Linked DNA regions of Mus musculus: region 1 is linked to region 2. Evidence: chromatin contacts called from public HiCAR-type data. All regions are on one chromosome and are shown on one strand. The core of a region is the stretch at or near the end of the contact, and the rest is flanking DNA. Distances in the headings are between cores, read along the strand shown. Region 1 holds the start of Mtr (5-methyltetrahydrofolate-homocysteine methyltransferase). Region 2 holds the start of Dip2c (disco interacting protein 2 homolog C).

Region 1 (7,778 bases), core at 4,825-7,324, 3.0 Mb after region 2:
AGTAACTTATGCACACAACCACTGAATTTGAAACATACATATTCTACTCACTTCTACACAGATATAAATGTGCAATACAAAGTCTACAACCAGGCAGGCTCCTAATTCCCACATTCGGGAGGCAGAGGCAGAAGAATCTCTGTGAGTTTGAGGCCAGCTTGGTCTACAGAGGGAGTTCCAGGACAGCCAGCGCTACACAGAGAAACCCTGTCTCACGAGGAAAAAAAAAAAAAAAAAAGAAGATAGGCACCAACCGATAGTAGTTATCTCAGAAGGATAGCAACTTATAGCGATAGTTAAACAGAAATCTATTCTTATTTTTAAAAAGCAAAAAACGGGGATGAGAGTGATGGTTCTAAGGTTAAGAGCTGGCTGTTCTGCCAAAGGACCCCGTTTCATTCCCAGCATTCATATGGCAGCTCACAGCCATATGTAACTATAGTCCCAGAGGATCAGACACCATCTTACAGGCTCTACAGGCACTAGGCATCCATGCAGGACAGACATACATGGATCCAAAACATCATACACAAATTTCAAATATATTTTTAATAGAGCATATAATATATATATGTACACTTATACACTTATATAATTTATTTTATATACATAATTAATTTAATATATTAATTTATACACTGTGTGTGTGTATGTGTGTGTGTGTGTATGTATGTGTGTATTAAAAAAACTGAAAACAAACCTAAGGGTACCTCCTAAAGTCATATTAAAATTAAACATATGGGGTTTGAGGATTTAGCTCAGTGGTAGAGCACTTCCCTAGCAAGCACAAGACCCTGGGTTCGATCCTCAGCTCTGAAAACAAACAAACAAACAAACAAATAAATAAATAAATAAATAAGTAACATATGAATCTTGGTAGAGAGAGGCATAGCACTTAGACCTTAGCATACTCCGCTAGAAGAAACAGATCTGCTTTCTTTTGCCTGCACACTACCATACAATGGGAAGAAAGGCCTATGATAAGCAAATGAGGGCCCTCAGCAAATACCAGATTAATGGCATCTCAATGATACACTTTCCCAGTGTTATGAACCATAAGAAATAAATGCTGGGGCCTGAAGAAAGGGCTCAATAGTTAAAGAGTATCGAATGTTCTTCGAGGAGACCCAGGTTTGACACCCAATACCCACACGTCAGTTCACAGCCATTTGAAACTCCAGTTCTAAAGGGTCTGACACCTGCTTTTGGCTTCCCTGGGCACCAGGCACACACATGATGCACATACAAACATATAGTTAAAACCCATACATATTAAATAAATAAATAACATGATGCAAATGCTTACATACAGTCAAAACACCCTCACATATAAATAGATAGATGATAGACAGAAATGTTTGAGCCACCCAATCTGAGAATTTTTATAGCAGCACAAATTAAGACCCATCCAGTATTTCTTTACAAGATATTAATAGGCAAACATGGAACTTCTAATTTGTTCCACAATTTATGGTTTTCCAACAGAAGTTTAAATGGTAAAACACCAAAAAACAAACAAACAATAAACAAAACACCCTGTGTTTACCATCTGCTTATCCCAAGTGTCCCACAGTGTGGGACTTTTACTTGGTTTTTAAATAAATCACCAGCTTTTCAAATAGATCGCGTCCTTTTCCCATATTTTCTAGAGCAAAGGCCACGACAGTCTGAGACTGATACATGAAATACCTTGAACAAATGCTTAGGAGCCTGGAAATAACCCACCTTATGAATCTGGTAAATAATATCAGGCTGAGTTATACTTAAGATGTCATTGTTGCCTTTCAGTGGCCTGCTGTGATCTTTAAACTCTTGACCTTGGAAATGTTCTTCACTTAGTTTGTACCGCTGGATCATGGTCCCCATCCCACCGTCTAGCACCATGATCCTCTTCCGAAGAATGGCTTCAATCTCATCCTGCAGGGTTTTCTTCATCTTTCCTTTAAAGAAAGTAAAAACTGACTTCAAAGAATGAAAGGAGATATGTGGGGGATGTAGGTAAGGGGTAGACAGTGCATAGTGTATAAGACCCCTGAGTCTGATCTCCAGCAGCAGAAGAGGAAAAAAGAAAGAGGTGGAACCCCTAACTCTTAACATGGAGTAAGGAGAGCTCATAAAAGATGCAACTACAGCACTAGAAAACTGCTGTCAAAAATGCTGACATTTCTATACAATACAATGATTTACATATTACAACGCACAGATGAATCCCCAAACAATGGTGAAGCAGGCTTAGCTACTTCTGTTTCAGAGTGCAGAAAAAAAGTCAATGACTGTTTAAGGAGCATAAGCCTAGGCCAGGCTGCAGAACTCCTCAGGACTTTCTTTGTTAATTCTATAAAGCTATTACAGTTGAACACTGGTAATTCCAACCTGACCTTCAAAATACAGCTGGTTCTTAATGGGTTAGTGTGTGAACATAAAAGATAGAAACAATTAACTACCATACTTATATAAATTTTCATCTTTGCAACAGTCCACTATATACCATAAACAACCTAAGCCCCCACACAAATTCTGAAATCTAGAAAGAAATACATAAATATATGGGTATATGTGAAAGAGTCTACAGAAACAAGAGAATCGTGAGTAGCAAACACAAATATATAAAAGAGTACACATCATAATTGAGTGGGAGTTGAAGACAGAACTCCACAACAGGTCCTTGAAAATCTACTGCTAGCCGGGCATGGTGGTACATTCCAGTAATCTCAACACTGTCAGAAGTGGGAGGATCAGGACTTCAAGGCTATTCTTATCTATACAGTGAGTTCAGAGGCCAGCCTTGGCTACATGAGCCCCTTCCTCAAAACAACAATAAAATACAATCCTTCATCATCCATATGCTTATTATCCTTAAAAAGTAAGTACAATTTATCTTAAGAGGCCACTGACTCTTCTAGTAGGAGTTTATCTTTTATTACGTTTAATTATCATTAAAGACCAGCATTCCTAATTACCATCAGAACCTTCTCTTAAATGTAAATCCCCTTGGGCCAAAGAGAAGGCTCTGTAGGAAAAAGTGCTTACTGTGTAAACCTGAGAGCCTGAGTCGCCACATCCCCAAGGTAGGAAGAAAGAACAGGTCTCCTGAGACTTTAGCCAACAGGTGCAAGCCAACATACCAGAGCCACCCCTCAAACAATAAGGAAAATTTAAAAACCAAATCCTCCCAATGACTGTCCTTTCCCTTAGCATAGTGTGGGCATTCACTGAAACTTTATTCTTCTGTAAAGAATGCGCCCCACCTCAAAGTTTCTGTGTTCAGTTCATTAGGTCTAGAATATTCTGTGTGTTTTACAACTTAATAGAGCGGATTCTATGTCTGATCTCAGCAGGAAAGTAAAGAAGGGACGACTACTCTATGTAGAACGGATTCTCTGACACATCTTTTAAGGTGAATAAAAGGCGGCATGGTTTCATAGTAACTCCCAGTAGATGATTAGAAACAGCTTTATGTTTAATATCTGTGTGCATGTAAATAAGTGCTACATAGAAAAGAGTTCTGAGACCCGTCCTGGTGAATAAGCCCATGAAGCAATTGTATTTTCCCCAATTTGAGTAGATCCTACAGCTTTGTAGAATCGGGTATTTCGTTGTTTTAGGTTTTGTTTTTCCTTCTTCTTTTCTTCCTTCTCTTGACTTGGTACCATTTGTCTTCACAGCAAATATTCCAAAGGATAAATAGATGTAGAACTGGTGACAGCACCCACCAGATGCTGAAAGGAACATAAAGTCAGGTAGTAGCCGAGAACTACCTAAGACTGGGCTACAGCTCAGGGTAAATCACTCGCCTAGCATGTACGAAGGCTTACAGCAGACTCCCTAGCACCCCAGCACTGCAAACAAACAAGTGAAAACCAAGCAACTTAAAGAATAACAAGTTATAGGACAATTAGTTCCTAATATGGGCCTGTAAGTGACATGCTACAGTGTCAGGAACACAGCTCCTCTGGAGAGAATGGCCTTAACAGGGGTCACAAAAGGACTTCCCTTTCACAGGACAAAATGGTGTAGAATAAAAAATACTTCTCTTTTTTGCACTACAAGCAAACTACCTCAATGCATTCTCAGCAGTTTCCCGCTTTGGCTACTTTACAATCTGCTCCACAAGCTCCTTGGAGGACACATCTTTCATCTGGGGCCTCTAATCTCTAGATTGAACTGATTTGCTACATTTTATAGGCATCTGTTCACATATTATCTCATTTTTGAAATATTTTTTTCTCCCACTAATTTTTAAAGGCCAGAAGAGATCTGAGCTGCTACCAATTCACTGGCTCCTTTTATTCATTCTTCCATTAGTCACTCTTAGCTAAGTTCATAAAAGCATGCAAGGGAGAAACATGAGATCACTAGAAGCTGCAGCAGAAACTTTCTCACACACAGGGTCTGAGGTTATACCCTCTCCCTGACCATCTGCTGGAGGGATTTACTCTTGGCAAGCATTCCACCACTGAACCATATCCACAGCCTGGGACATATCCAGCTTTCAGTTCAACCTTGAAGTTCGGTAATCTTAGTTCTTCCTTGAGACTTGACAGTATAACAGTAAATAACACAGAAAGAAACAAAAAACAAAAGCTGGACACCAGTGGCTAAGGGTTTTTTAGGATGTTAAAGCAACGTGGTTGTAATACCAACACATAGGTGAGAGAGGCAGAACTATTTCTAAGCTACAGGTAAGGAGCCTAGAACTTGATGTTCACCCATGGAGGAAAGTGGAGAAGAGAGCAGGGCCAGGTGCAAATAGCCAACCATTTTCTCTCATTTTCTGCAAGGGATCACTATTTAATCTATTCTAAATTTTCAGAGGCTTTCTGCAGCAATAACTATATTCAATTACTCTTCTTTTTCTAAAAAGAAAGGAAGAAGCCTGAAGCCCTAAAAGACTAAATAACCATGCCGTAACTCTATGAAAAAGAGCGATCTTTTTTTATAGCAACAGCAATGTGCTGCCGGGCAATGTCCCACTGGTTTCAAGAACAATTCTACCAGCCCTATTTGTCAGATATTCACCCTCCTCCTAGGGCTACACACTATGCCACACCATACTCACTGTTCTGTCTTAAAAAGAAACAGGATCTCATGTTACCGAGGCTGGTCCAGAACTCATTGTGTTCCAGAGAATAGCCTTAGACGTAAACCCCTTCGAGTCTAGCTTTATGCAGAGCTAGGGATTAACTAAACCAGAGCTTCCTGTCCGCTGGGCAAGCACAACCTGATGTCCTTATTACTAATTCTCTCGACTCTACGTCTTACCTCACTCACACGTCTTATAGGAATCTCTCTCCAAATCTTTAAGACACTCAAAACTGAAATTATACTCCCTTTGTGTCTTTTCTCATTGTGGAGGCCAGAGCCACCAATATCCGAGTAATTTGCGATTACTATTCTGCCTTCCATCCCCACTCCTGGGTACTGAGAGTCCAGTCAGGCAACCGTCAAGCTAAAGCCAGAGTTTCCAAAAGTAAAGAGTAGAAAAGGAAATTAAAACCCCACGTGGTTCAACTGTCTAGGCTGCCTTACCGGCCTCCCAGCATCTGAACTCGTCTCGGGCAGACAGCTTTCCGTAAACATTTACTGAATACAGTTATATCATGCAGAACTTCCCAGGAGCCCCGCGGGAAGTTGTTGCTAGAAGTTGCAGCGCTAAAGGCAGCGCTCGTCGCTCCGCCACCGGACCGAGCGTGTGCGGGTGAGTGAAGAAAGAGACCCAGCAAGGACCGCGTCCCCCCCGAACTCCAGGCTGGGTCTCCGAAGGAGAAACTCCTGGAGAGCCGAGGCACCCACAGAACCGCTAGACCTGGATGGAGGAGTTACCGAGTGACAACAGCGCAGGCGACGCGCCGCCAAGAGTCCTCCTCAAGCAGGGAAGGCTTGATCTCCAAAGAATTCCACCGCGGGCGGCTCCAGCCAGCGTTTTCTGGCCTGACGAACTGACAAGATCCCCGAAGCTCCAGAGCCGACACACCGGGCCTCCGGGTACCGTGCCTCGGGCACGCGCTTCTTACGGAACTCCCAAGCGCAGAGCTCCCCGCTACAGAGCAAGGCCGCAGCGACAGACTAAAGGAATTGACGACGTAGAGACGGCCGCCGCCGCCACTGCGCCGTTAGCTCTCCGCTCAATCTAGCCTCCGGCAGGAGGGCCCGCCCCCTTCCCGGCATGTGATTGGCCCTCAACAGCTCCTCGCCGCCGTGTATAGGCTGTTGGTCGTTACCCAATCGCCGGAGGCTTTGCTCCGTGGCCCTATGGGAGATGTAGTCCTGAGTACTGGGTCCCTATGGAGACCAGAGCGTCTCTTCCCTGAGTTCTGGAAATGGTTCCCAAAGACCTCTCCAAGTTCTAGTCGAAAAATTCATACTATAGTATTGGCTCTCATCAGTGGTGGAGTATCAAGGGCCAGGAATCTGAAGTCAGAAAATTAATTGTAGCTTAGTTTTGCAGACACTAAATATCTTGTCTCCCTCATCCACAGAAAAGAAAGACTAGAATGAAAGTGACTATTAATTTATAGGCTTGCAACAGGGGTTAAAAAAAGAACCCGTGAGTACACTATGGAAATTATGAGGCACTATAGATGCTAATGGCCACACTGATACTAAACATTTACTGAGTAAAACACTCAAGTTGAGATACACACTTGGATAGCACAAGTGGGCCAGTAAGAACTTGCACAAATAATTAAACATGGAAAGAAGAAAGTAGGAAACATCCCAAAGGGTTTATGGTATTCTAAGGCAAATAAGTATCTGGGGCAGAGACGGGAAGATTCCTGGGTTTTGCTAGCTGCCAGTCTGAATGAAAAGCCAGTGAGCTACAGGTTCAGAAAACAATCCTGGCTAAAGAAATAAGGTGGATAGTGAGAAAGGAGAATACAGATGGTCTCCTTTGGGCTCTGCAATACAGGAGCTCATTTATCTTAGCACACAGACATGCATACAATGCACACACGCACACACACACAAACAAACAAAGTAGTTGGGTCTTAAAGGAAGGGTATATTTTTTTTAGTCAGAGGAAATACACAAATAAAACATAACATTTTTTTCCCTTAGGAAGATCAAAGTTCCCTCCAAACCTAATTTGATGTTTTATTACTAGAAGCAAAGACCAGCATGGCACAGCATCACTCCAGAGGAATTAAGGAAGCACCTTGGGCTGCTTCACTCACATTCATTTGAAGAATGGATACCCCCTACCTCAGAATGCTTTAGGGAGGGGCTGCTACCCTTACATGGTTCCTTATTAAATTTGAAAAGTGCCTCAAAAGTTTTGACACCAGAAAGACACCCCAAAAACATGTGTCTAAACTGCAACTTCAGGTGAATATGACTAAAGCAGTTACATTGTGAGAAGTGCTGAAGGTATGAGATGTCTTCCCTGGCACAGGAGTGACCATGGTTCCTCACCACATGGTGTAGCCACCTGTCTTAGTTAGGGTTTTACTGCTGTGAACAGACACCATGACCAAGGCAAGTCTTATAAAAAACAACATTTAACTGGGCCTGGCTTACAGGTTCAGAGGTTCAGTCCATTATCATCAAAGTGGGAGCATGGCAGTATGCAGGCAGGCATGGGGCAGGAGGAGCTGAGAGTTCTATGTCTTCATCCAAAGGCTGCTAGTGGAAGACTGACTTCCAGGCAACTAGGGTGAGGATCTTATACCCACACCCACAGTGACACACCCATTCCAAGCAGGTCACACCTATTCCAAGAAGGCCACACCTTCAGATGGTGCCACTCCCTGGTCCAAGTTATACAAACCATCACACCA
Region 2 (7,785 bases), core at 166-2,665:
TAAAGGGACGAGGCATCAAACTGCCCTCTAAATTTGTATTTCTCTACCCACAGACTAGTGCAGACTTCCGACCTCATCAGAGGAATTTCTTTGTGTAGTGGTTGACACAGAAACTCACAACTGATCAAAGTGGAGAGAATAGATGTCAGTAGAGTGCTCAGTCACAAATAGGGCGTCTGTATCATAACCCCACACCCGAAGCTCAGAGACCATCACAGAAGACGGAGTAGAAAGATTGTAATAGTCAGAGGTTGAGGAAAACTGGGAACAAAACTGTCTTCTGGACACGACAATACCTCTGGACTCACAAACTCACAGAAGCTATGGTTGCCAGCACAGGATGAAGGCAGTTAACATTCTAGCATGCCATAGCAAAGGGCTAATGAGCTCCTATCCCTATGGCCAGTTGATGGCTTCTCGGGGAGGGAGAGTCAGTTTTTTATTATTTTTTTCCATAAGGATGTGCCTCCTGTGAGATCAGCCATCCTGAAATATTTGAGCAGAACAAATTGGAGTCCATAGGTTATTGAATAATAATAATAATAATAATAATAGACATAAAATTGGGATAGTAGAGAGGTGGGGATGACTCTGGGAGGAGCTAAGGGATACATTGTAGGAGATTCTCAAAGAGTTAATAAAATGCTTTAAGAAGCAGGTGGATGTTTAATGTTAGGAGATGCTGTTTTTACTTTGGTTTTGTGGTGTTTGGGGCTTCAGGGGCAGCTAGGTGAGATTACTCTGGAGACAGCTGGCCATGCGAGAATGCCCCCAAATAGTCAGACTCCGTATCAGCCATTCAGAATAGACATTGATACCATCACAGGCGATGACCAAAGGGAAAAAAATTCACAAGAGGTAGAAGAAAAGCAGGGGATGATATTGTAGGATGTGAGGGAGAAGACACTTGCTGAAGACTCCTTAGGCTGGACAGTGTGTGACAGACCCAACCTACCTTGATTTATTTCCACGGATGGGAAAAATGAAGTCTAGACAAAACATTGTGTGTTTCAAGGTCATATAGTAGTCTGTTCTAGATCCATGCTTTTAAACTTCAAACCTAGGACTCAATCTATGTCTCATGCTGTTTTGTTTTTTTTTTTTAATTATTTTTTCCTCTTAAAAGTATTTTAAAAAAATCAGCCCTCGATGATCCAGAACATTTGAAGTTTTAACAAGCAGGCTAGGGTGTGCTTCCGAATGCCTTCTTTATTTTTCTCCTTGAGTCTTGAGGAGCCTAACTAAGCCTCAGGGTTGGGAAGACCCCCTCCTAAGGCCAAATGCACCACTGTCCCACGAGCGCGCTCTCGAAGTACTCGCTGGAGGCCCCGCCCCCCTGAGCGCGCGCCGCCGTGGCACGTCCGCGCGCTCCCACCCTCCGCGCGCGCCTTCTTGTTGCCCGGTGCGCGCGCAGCGGCGCTCGCTCCCGCCGGGGCAGGGCGGCCGCGGAGCAGCTCGAGAGCCCTGTGGCCGTGACCGCGGGCGGGCCCGTGATCCGGTGCCGGCCGAGCGGGGCCGGAGCCCGCGGCTGGGGGAGGCGCGCAGAGAGCCGGGCGCGAGGCCACCGCCAGGGTCGGGGCCGCGCTGAGGAGGCTGAGGAGACTGACGAGGCACTGAGGAGGCGCTGAGGAGACGCTGAGGAGGCTGACGAGGCGCTGAGGAGACTGAGGAGGCGCTGAGGAGACTGACGAGGCTGAGGAGGCTAAGGAGAAAATCCCCGCGCGCCTGCCCGCCGCCGCCCGGCCTCCCGCTCCCGCCCGCCCGCCGCCGCCTCCTCAGTGCGGCTCCTCCGGGTTCGAGTGGCGGCCGCTGAGGAGCCCTCCGTCGGCGAACAAAGAGGAGGCCGGCAGGGCGGAGGCGTCTGCGGCGAGCATGGCGGACCGCAGCCTGGAAGGCATGGCTCTCCCGTTGGAGGTGAGGGCCCGGCTGGCCGAGCTGGAGCTGGAGCTGTCGGAAGGTAACAGCAACCCCCCTTAGCCCCGCGCCCGGGCCGGGCCGGGACACCGCTTCTCTGGAGCGCGCTCGGGGCCCCGCGGGCCGGGCCGTGCTGTCACTCCGGGGAGGGCGCGCGCCGGGCCTCGGGGTGGCGGGGCCCCGGCCCTGACCCTGGCCCGGGCCCCGTGTGGTGGCCCCGGGGAGGGTGCATGTGTGTGCATGTGCTTGTGTGCGCGCGTGCTTGTGTGTGTGTGTGTGTGTGTGTGTGTGTGTAGTGTGTGTGCGTGTGTATGTGTGTGTGTGCACGCGCGCGCGTGTGCGTGCCGCGGCCCCCGCCCTCCAGGCTCAACTGGCACGGTGCAGCCGCGATGCCCCCTGCGCGCTGCGGCTGGGCCCGGGGCTCCCGGCTACGAAGCAAGATGGAGCAACCTTTAGGGCTGCGGGGGAAATGGCCTTGGTGGGGATGTGCGCTCTTCCCTAATGGAGAGGCGCTGCGTCCTTGATGCAGCTGCAGTACCACCACCACCACCACCACCACCACCACCACCATCATCACCACCACCACATGCACCAGCAGCACCACCAGCACCAGCACAGCACATGCTTCCACGCTCCCTGCTTGGGGACGGCCTCTGAATGGCCTGATTTTAATGCGAAACTTGTCAGTGGACTTCGGGATTGGATCCCCCTGAGGCTGCAGGCACACGGTCCTGTCAGCGGGAGGAAGATAGTAGTACTATTGTTCCGGCGTGTTTGTGACGAGCTGGTTGAGTTAGAGCCCTAAAACCTCCCCCCTCAGGCCAGGTTGGATGCCTCCTTCCCATCGTGCCGGATAGAGACATTGAGACTTTGCGGCTGCTCTGCTGTGATTTCACGGAGTGTTATATACGCTTTCGTCTTTGCTCTTCATGGTGGACATCATGTGCTCAACTGTCATAAGTTTCAGCTTGGGTTTTGTAGGTTCTTTTTTCCTTTTTCCTCCACTAAAGTTCCAAAATGTGTCTAGTAATAAATATTTAGCGGTCATCCCACTCATTGAGAAGACTACAGCTTAGTGGTGTGGAAATGGCCTGTCGTCTCTCTTGAGTTAATATTTGGAGCAGTTTAGCATGGTAAACTTTTTTTTTTTTTGGTAACGATTTGTGAGGGCCAGCAGCCAGAACGTAAATTCATTCGTGCCAGTTTTCATCATGGGGAGGAGCTGACGTTGACTTTACGTTTTCCCTTTTAACACTTGCAGGGTGGAGAGTAAACCAGGTGGCTGTAAGTGTTGCTTCTGTTATCAGATTCTCATAGATTAGACATTTTCTTTATCCCGAATTTGGGGTTCTCCAAGGTGTTTTGGAAGCAGTCCCTGGGAAGCTCCAATGGAGGAAAAGATAATGTGTCCCAGACTGTGCTTCCTGCCTCAGTTCTGACCATCTAGAGATAAGAGAGAGCATCACCCTTCCACAGGCAGAAAGGGCAGGGCTGAATTCTTTAGATTTAAACTGGAAGATGAGGTATGCAGTGTGGACAGTGTATTTCTAGTAAGTAACTATAAAGAAACATTTGTGTTTTGTTAGACTTGAGATAGACTGTCTTCTTCAGCTTACCAGCGCTGTTTTATCGTCTGCATCCTGTATTGAAAGCACCCCTTCCCATTCATGTTCTCACTCAAAGCAAGCACCTCTGCTATCTGCACTATGTTAATGTGATGTGTCTCTGCCCACCCATACTTGAAAAGTGAGAAGCCATCTGAACCTGCATTGAGCCCTTTCCGCAGGGTCTGAATCTCCCTGCCTACTAGGAAGTCAATTCACATTTACTCTCAAAGCCTCACATAATGCCTGGAGCCACATATCCTGCTCTCCTCTTGTTGAGAGTAGCTGTCTGTTTTGTTTTTAGGTAACAGCGGTCACCTGTCATGATCGATCACTCTTGAAGAGTGAGTGTTGCCCAGAGAAGTATGGAAAACCACTTTAGATGAGGTGTACTTAGCTTAACTCCCTGTGAGCACCTTGTGTCTGTATAGAACTTAGAGGACTCAATGAGTTTCTTGGTGAATGGGTGGGCTTAGAGAAGTGTGTACATATATTTGTATTCAGGAAGTCCTTTTCTATTTTCTTTTTCTATATGAGCTATGTTGAGACCTGACCTAAACTTTTAAGAATTACAAAAAGAATAGAATAGAAAAGAAAAGAAAAGAAAAGAAGAAAAGAAAAAAAAAAGCCTTTTGTCACTGTGTTCAGCTTCTGCTACTCCTTGGAACCTGCTCTTCTCCCAGCCCCCACCTCCCATCTATGTATTAGCTGTGCTACCTTTGACTTTATTATAAAGTGTGGCTTTGTCATTGTTGAGTTTTGATTGTGATTTACAAAAAACCATTTGAAATTCCATGTCTTGTAACCAAGGGGATTGTTTTCCTGGAAGAGATGAATCAATTTGTTTTCTAGTATTGCTGCTATTCTAGTATAGAAACCTAGGAGGTGAAGATCAAGAATCTCTGGGTCTCTTTACCTTGCCTAACTGGGAGAAAAAAATCCCAACATACCCAGTTTCAAAGTGAAAACTTAGGATGACTTTTACTGTCAAATTATTGCAGTGTACTGCTTCCCAGTATATTGTCCACCAAAATCTATATGGAAAGAGTTAAGTTCCTTGTCTGTACATGCCTTTAATCCCCGTGCTCAGGAGACAAGCAGTTCTCTGAATTCTAGGCCAGCCTGGTCTTTGTAGCAGGTTCCAGGCCAGCCAGAGCTACATAGTGAGACTCTGTCTCAAAAAAGAAACAAACAGAAGAGTTGGTTATTTTATTTATTCAACTATCAGAATATCAGAAAGTGTTACAGGAAAATCTGTGGAATTTCCAGGGCTCATTTTCTAAGAGGAGAATAAAAGAAAATTCCATTTTAATGACATACATTGAAAAAAAAATGACCAGACTATTAAAGTTTTTATATCAGCTACCAGCCTAAATGAGTTGTAGATTACCTAGATTTCTATACATTGGTTCACTTTGGGTCTGTACCATCTACTGGGGTGCTGTTATATATACTGATGCTATTTTTATTTGATCAAGTTATTGTTTGTTTGATAAGGATTTGTCCATTGGTAACTTGGCTGCAGGTTTTTTGTTTGTTTTAACCTTCCTGCTTTATTGTGCCTTTGCTCTTTCTCTAGCCTCTGTCACTGCCCAGTGCTTCCTTCACTGAGAAAAGCTAGGCTTTGTTTGCCATTATAGAGTCTTGTCAGTAAAACCCAAGAGGTTTTTGCAGGAGGTGTAGTGTGCAGCTTCTTATATTGATTCAGACAGCCCTGGGCCTACATGTGTGAATATATTCACTGGTGTGGGGCCAGGATCTTGGATCTGTTTAGACACTTGAGTCTGGACATGAGCTGGGGAAAAAGCCATTCCTGAGCTGGCTTCTACAGTATGCCTGGCAGGGCTGTGGTGGGGCCTTTCTCATACTCTTTTTCTTAGATAATTTTTCTTCTTTAAAACCAACAAGCAAACACAACAGTAACAAACAACAACAATGACAACAGAACCCACTATTCATGCCTTTTGGAATTATACATTTTGGGTTTTGGGGATTTTTGTTTGTTTGGTTGGTTTTTTTTTTTGGCTTTGAAGGATCTAGACACAATTTCATTAATATGTGATTAAACATTATCTGGCTTGAGGAAAAAAGTTTATACAGGAATGCCAAAAGAATTAGAGGAGGAAACAGAAAAATGGTATAAAAACAGACTGATGCTTTATTAAAGAAAAGAAATCATTGCTTGCCAACCGTTTTGGGTAAGATCAGATATAAAAAAATGATCTAGCTTAGTTCCTGACTGTTGTGTCAGTAGGTTTCTTTGTTAGCTGGTCAGTTGTTCCTGGGCTGGGCCTGTACTTCATTGGCCTTGTTAGAGCTAGAGCAGAAGCCTCTTCCTATGCTTTCCTTTTAGCTCGTTTGACACAGGGTCTCATAAAGTGAGAGTCCCTGGATGTGAATTTCCTAGGCAATTAAGGAGGACCTTGAATTTCCAACCTTCCTGTTGCTGAGATCGCATGCATTTAGCACCATGCTCAGCTTATGTGTTGCTAAAGATTGAAACATGGGGCTTCATGTTATTAGGCAAATATCTCACCAACAGACTAACATCCCTAACCTATGTAATATACATTGAAATGAGATGGCATCTCACTATATTGCTCTGGCTGGTTGTTCTTGAATGGTTTTTAGCCATTCTGTCTTAGTGTCTCCATTAGCTAGGATTGTAGATGTACACTCCTATGCCTGGTTAGGGTTATTTTTACAAAAGTCAAGAACAGTGCCTTGTAATGTAGCCTGCAAGGGGTATCTAGCTTTTGCAGAGGGGAAATTAAAAGAAAAAAAATGCTGTACTTAAACGTCATTGCTTTTAAATTGTTAGCATGTCTCATCCCTAATATCTTTGTAACTTCCTCTAATGGGAGTTGCTTAGTTTTTGCTTTGCGTTATTAACTAATGTACCAGATTATTCCAGCTATTACTTATGCTCCCAAAGAGTCTGATTTAGCTTTTTTTTTTTTTTTTTTTTTTTTTTCAGTATATTAAAGTGCTCCAGGAAAATGGTGAAAAGTCTACTTGAATGTCAGGTCATTCTGTATTGGTCAAAGAATCAATACTGTTTTGTTTTTAATGCACTCAAGCAGTCCCATGTAACTAGCCCACTGCTGTCACAAAAGAGTGGACTCTTAAAGCAGTGGCCATCTAAGGGTTTGGGAACAACACAATGAACAACACAACAGACGTTTCATTCAAGGACTAGGTTTTGCCCCTTGCCCTTCTCCTCAGTCCCTGAGCCTTGCTTAGGTGTTCTGTTGCTACAGAATGAGTAAGATACAGTTCTGCACAGCTTCTGTGCTGTGGCCACATTTGGGAGTCTGGAAGGGAGATTTGGTATCTTGATTGCCATCCAAACTTTGCATATCTTCTTTTCATTGTAAGGAAACAAAGCAAAACAATTGTGCTGGAAAACAAATGTGCAGAAGCATGTTTTCTTCCAGAGTCATCTCTGTCTGTCTGTCTGTCTGTCTGTCTGTCTATCCACATATACATACATAAATATGAACATAAAATCATTAGGAGGACTGTTTGCAGGGAGAGAAATGAGATCAATGATAGGGATACAAAGGACATGGTAGAGCATGGATAGTGAATAAAGGGGTATAAAGGATACATATGTATGAAAGTGTCATATAAAACCTACTATTTTGTACACTTAACATGAATAAAAAATATGTAATGTTGATTTTAGTGTACAGTTTAAGATTCTTCACAGGGAAATAAATAATTGGATTTGAATGTTCTTTCCTTAATGAATAATTCTAGATGTCAAATTCAGCTTCTCTTTCTCTCTCTCTCTACCCCCTCCTCTCCCCCCCTCCACCACATTTGTAAGGTTGTTTCAGGTACTAGTAACATATTTGCAGTGCCACTGTCACACTCCTTAGATCTGACTTTATGAGGTGAAAGCTTAACAGTGTGTCTGTTTTGTTTCAAATGGGACTCTTATGGATGCTGTTGGATGTTATGAGTCACATTTTGCCTTCCTCCTCCTAGCCTTTTCCAAATGGGTTACCTCTTTATTTAGAACTGATTTTTAAAAAAATAAAGCAGTGATTTATGGAATGAGTTGTAGCATTCTTTTGAATTGCAAAGGAATGTATTGAATAATCTTAGTTTTGATGTCACATATAACAACTGACTCACCTGTTCAAATCCTAGTTATATTATAAGATCATTTCTATCATGTTAAAAAAAAAGCACCTTAAAAAGGAAACTTCTGGTTGCATAGGCAAAATTACTGACTTACATGTGCACATTGATAGGTATT

The links. HiCAR-type assays count read pairs that join an accessible place to other places.
Region 1: a contact with region 2 is called in a HiCAR-type map of astrocytes, with 9 times the contacts expected there. The contact joins the promoter of Mtr here to the promoter of Dip2c in region 2.

Annotation. Positions count from the first base shown.
Region 1 is chr13:12,252,039-12,259,816 of GRCm38.p6, forward strand. Mtr (5-methyltetrahydrofolate-homocysteine methyltransferase) reads right to left here and starts at 6,075. Exons shown (of 33, transcript NM_001081128.3): 1 at 5,824-6,075; 2 at 1,726-1,940. The coding sequence starts at 1,935.
Region 2 is chr13:9,275,110-9,282,894 of GRCm38.p6, forward strand. Dip2c (disco interacting protein 2 homolog C) reads left to right here and starts at 1,416. Exons shown (of 37, transcript NM_001081426.2): 1 at 1,416-1,957. The coding sequence starts at 1,873.